Regions from separate parts of the Nothobranchius furzeri genome. Here region 1 is linked to region 2. A link is a contact called in public Micro-C data. All regions are on one chromosome and are shown on one strand. The core of a region is the stretch at or near the end of the contact, and the rest is flanking DNA. Distances in the headings are between cores, read along the strand shown.

Region 1 (4,847 bases), core at 1,216-3,715, 390 kb before region 2:
TATTTCATATAATCAGTTTTCACGCAACCAGTTATTATAAATCTTTAGGTTGTACAGCTTGAGATTTACTTGCTAAGCATTTATGTAATTTACATTTAAGCATCCACTACTGAGATAATTCATGTCTGTATGGAACATTTGTTTGTTTTGGGTTAGGGTTAGTGAGCGTGAGACGGATTTTGGGATGAAAACTAAGCCAAGGATCTCACAGGGTTTCGGGCAACTAGCTGGAAAGGTCTTGTTCATTTTGTAGAGTCCAGCTGAATGAGTACACACAAAACTTGGAAGACTGTTTTATTTGACCAAGTTATGTTGGGCAGATGGCACCACTGTGACAGATTCCGCAGATTTTCTCGTAAATTCCTTCATATTTATGATCTAAATCTTGACTCGTGTTCCTGAAACTCCTGACTCACAAAAACCCAATGAGACAGGTTCTAGAAACCCACCAGAGTTTTATTTTAGAGGAACACTTGATTTGGTGCAAAGAACTGGAAAACATTTGGAGTTGTTTTGGACCCTCCCATACAAACAGACTTAGGCAGAAAAACGTGTCTGGTCATTTTTACAACATGTAAACAAAATGAGCTGAATGCCAGGGCTGAGGACTGCCAACCAGAAAATACCTTGTAAAGAGAAAACCAATGGTGGCTGATCAGGCTGTAGACATGAAGAAAGCTCATGTACAGCACATCCAACAGGAACCAGCAGAAAGCTCTGAGCCACTCAAATCACCGACATCAGCAACTTTCTGGTTCTCAGATCGGACTGAGATCAGATCATAAAAGATGTGTCCACAGTAAACAGATTCTTACAGGCCTGAAAAACTAGTGTCTGTAAAACGAAGACCGACAGTTGAGGGTTTTTACCACCATCCTGTCCCAGTTTAAGTGACTGGTTTGCTGTCCATCACAGAGAAGAAGTGAACCGATGCTAGAGCAGATAAAACCTGGAGAATGAAACGATGTGACATCATTCTGCTTGTGACTGCATCTGCTTACAAAACGCCTCAAACTGCTGCTGTTCCAACTCAGTCATCACCTTGTTTAGAGCATAAATCTGGGAGGGAGAGACAGAGGTATGGTTATTAACGCTGCTGAAGATTCGTGATGCTGGGAAGAAGAAGAGCTGTGATCACCTCTGCTCTCTGTCTCTGTTTGAGCTCCTGTTGTGCAGATTTCTGCTTGACCCGGTCCCCTCTGGTCGGGGTGGTGTTCAGCTTCGGTTTGTCCTTACGGCAGGCAGGTTCCATTCTAGCGGGTCCTGATCAGACAAGAAGCCGGTGTCACTATTGACCTTAAAAGGATGAATAAAGTTTATTTTTGTTCTTATCATGCTGTTGTGCATGCACACACACAAATAACCATAGAGAAGGATGATAAATAACATGGATTTACAGTAAGGTCACAGCAATTTTTAGCTAGAATAAATGGTAACCAGCAAGTTATTTTTTTCTAGGAGGATCTTAAGTTGAGTCAAAGGAGGCCAGACTCTATTTAGGAGACAGGAGAACCACATTAAACAGTTTTATTCAACTAATATATGATTATTATGGATTTACACCAGGGTAACATAATTTTCTACCTATAAAAATGGTGACCAGCTTGTTATACATGTCAAGACTCTATTTAGGAGACAGAGGAACCAAATTAAACCGTTTTATTCAACTTTTACATGAATATTATGGATTTACACCTGGGTGACAGAAGTTTCTACCTATAAAAACGAACAGTGAGTCCAGGCTGCTGCAGGGACGCTTAGAACGTCCAACAACACCCGCCAGCCTTTAGAAAGTCCAGCATATATTTTTGTATTCAACATAAATTACATTTTCAGTCACTGCGACGTTAATCAAACGCTAGAAGAAACCGTGAAACCCCAAATCTCCGCTGGAACAATTACGCAGTTTACGTAAGCGCTCTTCTTCTTCTGCCGTTGTAAGACTCAGAAAATGAGAAGCAGACAATAGCGCCCCCCACAGTCACAGATTACGCTAGATCACAGATTTTGCTGTAACACCTGCCGGATTGGGCTAAAACGGCTAGTTTTAAACATCAGAAACAGCCCCAGCAGCTAACAGCTTCAGGCCTGATGTGACCAAAACAGATTTAACGGGTGTTTAATTATCCATATAATTAAACATAAGCCTGGATGTCATTTAACATTTCGAGTTTCAACATCCAGACATTCAAAGTAAGCTCAGCAATTTAAACAACATCGTTACCGTCTACAGGAGAACACGTTGTTTGTCTCATTTAATAAGCAAATACACAAAAACACGAAAGACGGTGTTTTAACACTGCAACATTCTGATAGCAGCGTCCTTACCCACGTTGATAACAACAAAACAGCGAAGTCAGGGGAATCTTCATGTAGCCACTTGCTAGCTAGGACGGTGTCACTGGTAAACAAATCCGGGTTCACAACTGGAGCTGTAGCCAACAGTTCCGGTGTTGCTATGAAACGTGTCCCCTGTCAAAAACGTTGGAAATCAACGTCACTTCCGGGAAATAAAACATTCTTTTTGTATTTCCAAATATTTTTATATCAAGCAAAGGACATTCGAAACAGCAAATCTGCACACATCATCAAAAAACAAGGAATGATAGAATCGTAATTTTCATCTTTGGTGACATTCAGAACGATGGTGATCTACTTAGTGAAAACAGTAAAATAGAATAAACAAAGTAAAAAGACTCACTAAATATACTAAAATTTGCAACTTTTTGATTTTACAAAAGGATCAATTTAAAGTAGGTTTGTCCAAACGCTAGGGAGCGATGTAAGATTACAGAAAAAGATTAAACCTGTTCGACCTAGATTTGATTTTAGGGGGTTCTGATCACTGAAAACATTTAATGTGCTGTCGTTTTCAAAATCAATGATGCATGGTTAAGTGCCTCTAAATGTATATTTATGAAAATAAAACTTGGCCATGGAAATAATCAGATCGATTATTTAGCTATATCTAATCAGATTTCTTTTGCACATCCGTACAGTTTTCTGTAAGGCCAAACATGAAAATCTGCTGCAGTTTGTTTCAAGATCAAACAACAAATATGACACTGGAAGAACTGGACAATGGTCCAGTGCCAAAACAGATGGACAGATGTTTCAGGATGGTCAGAGCAAGAACTGTGTGGTGTCTACCACTAGGGGGCAGTATAGGAGAACGTAGATTTTTTTAAAAGAACTTTTATTGAACCTTTGCAAAACGAACAAAAGCGACTACATTTCAAAATTTGTTAGCAGAATGACATTACAGAGTAGCTCCGAAGTTTGTGTTCATCTCAACTTGCATTTTGTAGACACAATTCAAAGATTGATTGATCTTTGAATGTTTGACCAGTAGAGTTTAGGATTCTTTGCTTGTTCAGGGACCATAAACACACTTTGTATTAACCCTTTGATGCATGAATTATGAAATCTTCAACCATGATTTTTTAAACAATTTTTTTCATTCATCTTTAGGTGTGAATGAAACGAATTTCAACAAATATTTTTTATAACATATAATAATTTACAAATAATTTATTACATGTCCACCTCGGTGGACAGCGTGCATTCTGAACATGAAGTATGTTGGCTTGCCTTACTGAAGTCCAATTGGAGGGGCTCATGTGCAATAAAGTCTTCAACAGCCGTGCTTAATAGCAAAAATAAATAAATAACAATTTTGAGTACCTGTCCACTGTAGTGACCATTAGAGCCCTGCACGGGCCTAAAATCTGAGCCCGTGTCCGGCCCGGCCCGAGAGGGTGGAGTCCCAGCCCGACCCGGTCCAATAAGGATTTCAGGATTCTCTGGCCCGACCCGAGCCCGACTTTTTTTTAACCTTTCATAATGTTTTAGTGTGATAGGATGCTCTGCGTTCTAATTATCTGTGAGAAGCGTTCTGCAGTAAAAAAAAAAAAGAAAAGACAGAAAAACAGCATCAATGCAGCTTTTTTTTTCTAACAGAGCGTATTTTTCAAGCGGCAGATGAAATTTACGAACACTATATTAATTGGATGCGTTTGTAAATTTAATCTGCTCTGAAAACGCGCTCTTGTGCTGTTAGAAAAAAAAGCAGCATTCTAATTTTTTTAACTGCAGCGCGCATTTTCAGAGCGGCAGATTAAATAAACGCCCCCCAATTAGCGTTTGTAAATTTAATCTGCTGCTCTGAAAATGCGCTCTCCAGTTAGAAATAAGCCAGCAATGAATGCTGTATTTTTTACTGCAGAGCAAATTTATTCACAGAAAAACTGCTGCCGTTTTCATGAGGATAAACGAATGTTTCTGACATCAAAGTGGACATAAAATGGCGTATTAGAACAGGGGCACACGTTTCAATCAGCAGTTTGATAATCATTTATATCGGCGCATTTATAAACCACACACACCATAACTGAGCTAACGGTGCGTGAGAAGCAGGCAGGTGCTGCTGCGTTCAAGTGTTTCAGTTTTTTTTTATGAATTTGAATTAAAATGAAGGCGCCCGGCCCGTGTCCGAGGTAATTACACAGTTGTTGGCCCTCGGGCCGGGCTTCAGTGCAGGGCTCTAGTGACCATTATGCATCAAAGGGTTAATTCAGGCAGAGTCAAGTATATAATTAAAAAGAAGTTTATTTTTCTAAGTTAATTATAATACATTGTCACAATCCGCCCCTGCCTTCCTGACTGTGTCTCTCTCCTGCCCTGTTTAGTCCTTTTTGTTCTCACCTGCCCCTCGTTAACCTGCCCATGTGTTCCTAATTTTCCCTGTGTATTTATACCTCCCGTCTTGTACCAGTCTTCGTCGGATCATTGTATGTGCATGTGCTTGTTTTGTCCTGTCGCTCCCGTTCCACCATTAAAACCATTTT
Region 2 (4,964 bases), core at 1,357-3,856:
CTAAGCAACCGGGGCGGGGCCAAGATATCTGGAAGGACGCCTCACCTTGGGAGTGTGTCCTGACTTTTGGTATGATGAGGAGATGGCTGCCAGAGCACAGGGACCATGAAGGCTCGTTTCTCAGAAATAGATCTGAGAGATAAGAAGGCCCAAGACCATGAAGACATTTAAAAATCATTAAAAGAACCTTAAAGTCGATGCTGAAATGTACAGGAAGCAAATGCATCTTGCTTAAGACGGGTGCAATGCTCCTGCCTCCTGGTCTTTTTTAGGACATGAGCTGCTGCTGAATTCTGAATAAGTTGTAAACCTGAGGTACTCTCTTTGGGAAGACCAGAAAGCAGGGCATTACAGTAGTCTATTCTACTGGTGATAAAGGCGGGCATCAGCGTCTCTGTATCGGCCCAAGAGAGGAATGGGCGGACTTTGGTGATGTTCTTCAGGTGATAACAACCTATTTTTTATGATGTTCTTAATGTGGGGACAAAAGTTAGCTCAGAGTAAAAAATCACGCCCAGGTTCTTCACTTGAGAAGATGGATTAAGAGCTAGTGACTGTAGCTTAGGTAGAAGTTTCTCTCTCTGGGTCTCAGGACCAGTGACTAAAACTTCAGTTTTGTCCCGGTTGAGCTGGAGAAAGTTTTCTGTCATCCAGGATTCAACATCTGACATGCAGTTAAAAAGGGCATCCAATGATAGTACGTCATCGGGAGACACAGAGATGTACAACTGTGTATCATCTGCATAACTGTGAAACACTCTGTCGCCCGAAGACACCACCAAGTGGAAGCATAGAGATTAAAAACCACTGGGCCTAAAATCAAACCCTGGGGCACACCACATGTAATCTCACAGGTCTTAGAACAGAAGGTATCTAGACTTACCATAAAAAGAAATAAGCCATTTATGGACGGCACCAGAGAGGCCGATGTGTTTAACGTTGTGGTCCACTGTATGAAAGGCAGCGCTTAGATCCAGAAGAACAGAACTACCACCTTCTGTTCGTGATTTATTCTTAGATCATTTCAAACTCCTCAAAGGGCTACACCGTCTCAGTGCCGTGGTTTACTCTAATACCAGACTGAAATAACTCAAGGACAGTATGTGCATTAATAAAATCATTAAGCTGGATTAAAACAAGCTTTTCTAAAATTTTACTTAAGAACGCTAAATTAGATGTTGGTCTGAAGTTGTTAAAATCGCTAAAATCTAAATTGCTCTTCTTCAACAGGAGCATCACCACCGCCCCTTTAAAGGCGGCAGGAAGATCACGGTTAAAATCTCATATCTAAAATATACATAAAATGGCTAAAACTGAAGTAGGAACTGGATCTAAAAGACGTGATGGGCCTGACTGAGGAGGAAACGTTCTGGAGTCTCAGCTTCCACCAGGACAGTGTTTCCTCTGGTACAACCGTTTTCCACCTTTAACTTCTGAGGAATTGAAAAACATGAAAAGTGATTAACTGAATCAGTAAAGTAGAAAGAATTGTTTTTACATCACATTTAGCATTTAAATATCTTCATCTTTATTCATTTGTGTTGCTTTGTGTGGAGAATGAACACAACATAAAACAACATCAAAGGTTTGTGCTTAAATGAGTTTAGAACGTTAAATGTTCATTTTTAGAACATTTGTCCTTCTGAATTTCATCTGGTGTATGAGAATGTACGAAAAGTCTTTTTGACATAAATAGAACATAATATATTGTTATATAGATCTTAGGTCACATGGTCGTCCTAACCAAATAAATAATTAACCGGCTTTTATCATGGGTTGCCTCTGCTTCAGCCCGCCTGATTCACGTTTCATTACCTTCTTACGATGACATCACATGCTGCAGAAACCTGTTAATCCCGCGTTCATTTAGATCAGGTGTATGGCAGCAGGGAAACACCTAAAACACTCGGAGCAGGGCTGCAGCTGCTTCTGAGAGGGCCTGAAGCTTCGTTCACACTGAATGCAGAATGGATAAGATCCAGTTTAACACGGATCAGAAATCACAGAGACCAATGAAACTAGCTGTGGTGCTGACCCAGATGCAGAGCTCCAGAAAGCTTCCACATGGAGTCTGGACCCTGAGCCAGACAGGAAGTGAGATGTGGTTCAGCAGTAAGGAGATCGTAGGCTGTACTTCTGGGGCATCGCCAGCACTGACTGAAGCGGTGCTCGTGGTTACGCTCGACTCTTGTATCGATCTTTCAAATCAGAAGTGTTGTCAAAGACGTCGACGCCTTGCTTGTGCAGAAGACCACGTGACTTTTCCAAACGTTTCGGGGCAGCCTTGAATTCAGAGGGAGGTGGTTCAGGGTTCCAACTGCAGGGGGAGCTAAGGGGAGCTGAACTAAAACACCCAGGGGGAGGCCGAAAAAGCTCCTGGTTTTTCTTGTACTACGTATTTCTGTGGATTACCCGGGGGTTGTTTTGAGTGGAGAGGATGCAGAGTGCTGATGGTAGTTTCGCTCCAGGAAGCTCCGTCCCGCGCACGGCCACAGTAACATTCTCAAGTGTCGCCATGCACCCCAAAAAATGTATTTAACACGCGACCATTTGTGTCGGCTCACATCCTCTCGTGCTGTCTTTGTGCCTGATGCGCTGCGGGGCGCACCACTTGTCTTGTGCTCCGGGGGCTCGCCGGCAGCAGGTTTCTGTAGGACCGAGAGAAGGTGCTGGACAGACAAATAGATTTATCTCACTATGTGGTTTTAACTTTGTAATGAAAAAGCACGTAAAACCTTCACAGCTCAGTCCCACACCCAGGGCCGTTTCAAGGCCTTTCGGGGACCAGGGCGAGAATAAAGTGCTGTAGTATTTTCTGATGGGACAGCCACTCTGTAACACACCTACCTTCAGATTTTAAGACAACAACGGACAGATTTGGACACACTTGCCTTTAGTGTGCCGTGCTGATGCTAGGTTGAAGTCTGGCCAGCAGGTGTCACTCACTTAACTGGGTTCAAATGGTTCACAACACTGAACCATTAGCTTCATGTTGGTCCAGCGGTGTGGAAGGCTTTGGTTTCTCCATCACCAGGTACTCGAGGTACGAGAAAACGGCTCAGGGGGCTCAGAGGTCAAAAAGGTGAGGAAACAGTGCTGTGAAGGGTCATTCTAGCACATAGGGGCTCAAGAAGATGGCCTTGTCCACGCCGCACTCCAGAGCTTCAATTGCTGTCCTGGTCACCATGGGTACCAATGAAATACCGCCGTTCAGCTGCCTCATTTATTAGCAGAATACTAATATAGCTTTGCATTGACCATTTATGGCAGAAGGTGTGAATAGGAGGCGGGATGTGATCCAGAAACACCGGAGCACATTTGTAGGAGCAGTGCTGAGCTTAGGTAGAGCGAGGCCCCAGGCATCCTCCAGCTGTACACGGGGTCATCAGATTTATGTTAATCACAGGAGCCATACATGACTAGGGAACCATTTCAAAGGCAATTAAGGTATTAGTTTAATATTTCTGAAAAGAATGAATACAAAGACTTTAGACAAAGCATTTGGTTCTGCACCAAAACAACAGGTAATAATAACTCTACGGACTTTGGCCTGATGCCGACCCAACTCTGATCCACCAGTAGTCATACAGATGTTTGGTTTGAACTAGCAGGTCAGAGCTCAGGTGAGTTTCAGCCCCTACATGTGAAAGTGTGAAAGAAAACTTTTATATATTTATATATTTTATATATAATAAAAAACACAAACAAAAACAAAGGAAATGGTAAAAACATCTGGAGCCTACATCAACATTATAATTACATCTGTTAAACTCATCATTTAGACCAGAGACCAAGGCTCCGCTACACCCCCCCCAGTCTGTGTCTGCTCAGCATGGAGGGTGATGTCAGCGTTCACCATCCTTGGTCCCGGTAACCATGGAGACCACACCACTTGTTCTACTAACACTGTTTAAGTTCCCTGCATCAAAAGGCAGATGGGTAGACCAGCAGAGCCACCAGTGCCTCCCAGACCAGGAGACGAGGACAGCCTGCTGGTAACCGGATCAGTGGGGCGTCCCCCACCAGACTGGACCATCCTGTCTGAACTCACCTATGTGCACTCAACTCGTCTGCGGTCCAGGTAGACAGGGATGTTGGCAAATACACCACGACACCACACAAACCTAACGGTGGTGGTGAGTGTGCTCAGAGAACAGAAGCGCGGGGGGGGGGGGGGGGTCCAAACAACTACACAGCTGAGCATTAGGCCGATGCCATCGGGTCGGTTCCAGCTGGATCAGGATGTTCCTACTGGGCCTGCTGGTGGGAGGAGTCCAAGCCCACAGACGGCTGAAGCTTATTACTGATGATACTATCTGAAACTTGGTCGACCACGTCTGTCTAGTCTCGACTGTGGAGGTCAGTGTGGTCAGCTAGCCTTAGCAGAGAAAGGAGAACAGGTGCGTGTGTGTGTGTGTGTGTGTGTGTGTGTGTGTGTGTGTGTGTGTGTGTGTGTGTGCTGTGAAAAGGCGGCAACCCCTCATAGCAGCACACATTTACGTTTCTTCTTGGGCTCTGGGGGCTCCAGTGCTGCCAATATGGCCTCATCAAACACATTCTTCAGGCCTTTCTGTAAACAAACACACAAACAAACAAACAATAAGGGAGGTACACACACACACACACACAGCTCAAAGAAAAAGCCAGGTGGATAAAAAGCTTCTTCAAATGAATTTCAGTCACTCTGAAGGATGTTTGCTGCAGTTTCTCACCAGTATCAGCTGATGGAGGGCTCTAGTTTTGTTGTCCCGGTCAGGGAGGGGGCGGGGCATGACGCTTAGCTGGATACAACTACATTACATCATCAGACCAAAGGGATCACCGCAGAATCACGCACACACACACGCACGCGCACACACACACGCACGCGCACACACACACACAGCTAATCGATGTTGGACATTTCAGATTGAAAGCATCGACCTGGTGACCTTGGTGGAAGAAAATAATCCAGCCGAGTTATT

Evidence for each region. Hi-C and Micro-C count contacts between places; a contact is called where the count stands out from the background.
Region 1: a Micro-C map of tail fin shows a contact between it and region 2, with 9 times the contacts expected there. The contact joins the promoter of svbp here to the enhancer-like site in region 2. A contact is called at or near these places in 2 of 2 Hi-C or Micro-C datasets (skeletal muscle and tail fin).

The regions. Positions count from the first base shown.
Region 1 is chr3:2,621,888-2,626,734 of NfurGRZ-RIMD1, reverse strand. svbp (small vasohibin binding protein) reads right to left here and starts at 2,465. Exons shown (of 3, transcript XM_015942485.3): 1 at 2,329-2,465; 2 at 1,139-1,263; 3 at 439-1,059. The coding sequence starts at 1,252. The coding sequence ends at 973.
Region 2 is chr3:2,235,288-2,240,251 of NfurGRZ-RIMD1, reverse strand. It overlaps cdc42 (cell division cycle 42), which reads right to left. Exons shown (of 6, transcript XM_015974343.3): 6 at 4,334-4,570. The coding sequence ends at 4,481. Among protein-coding and RNA genes, the nearest start is that of cdc42, 20 kb to the right of the region's middle. Within about 2 kb of position 2,606, at least 1 of the 3 cell types and tissues checked has an H3K27ac peak or open chromatin away from gene starts, as enhancers often do. A contact at or near this core is called in tail fin, where this site is marked.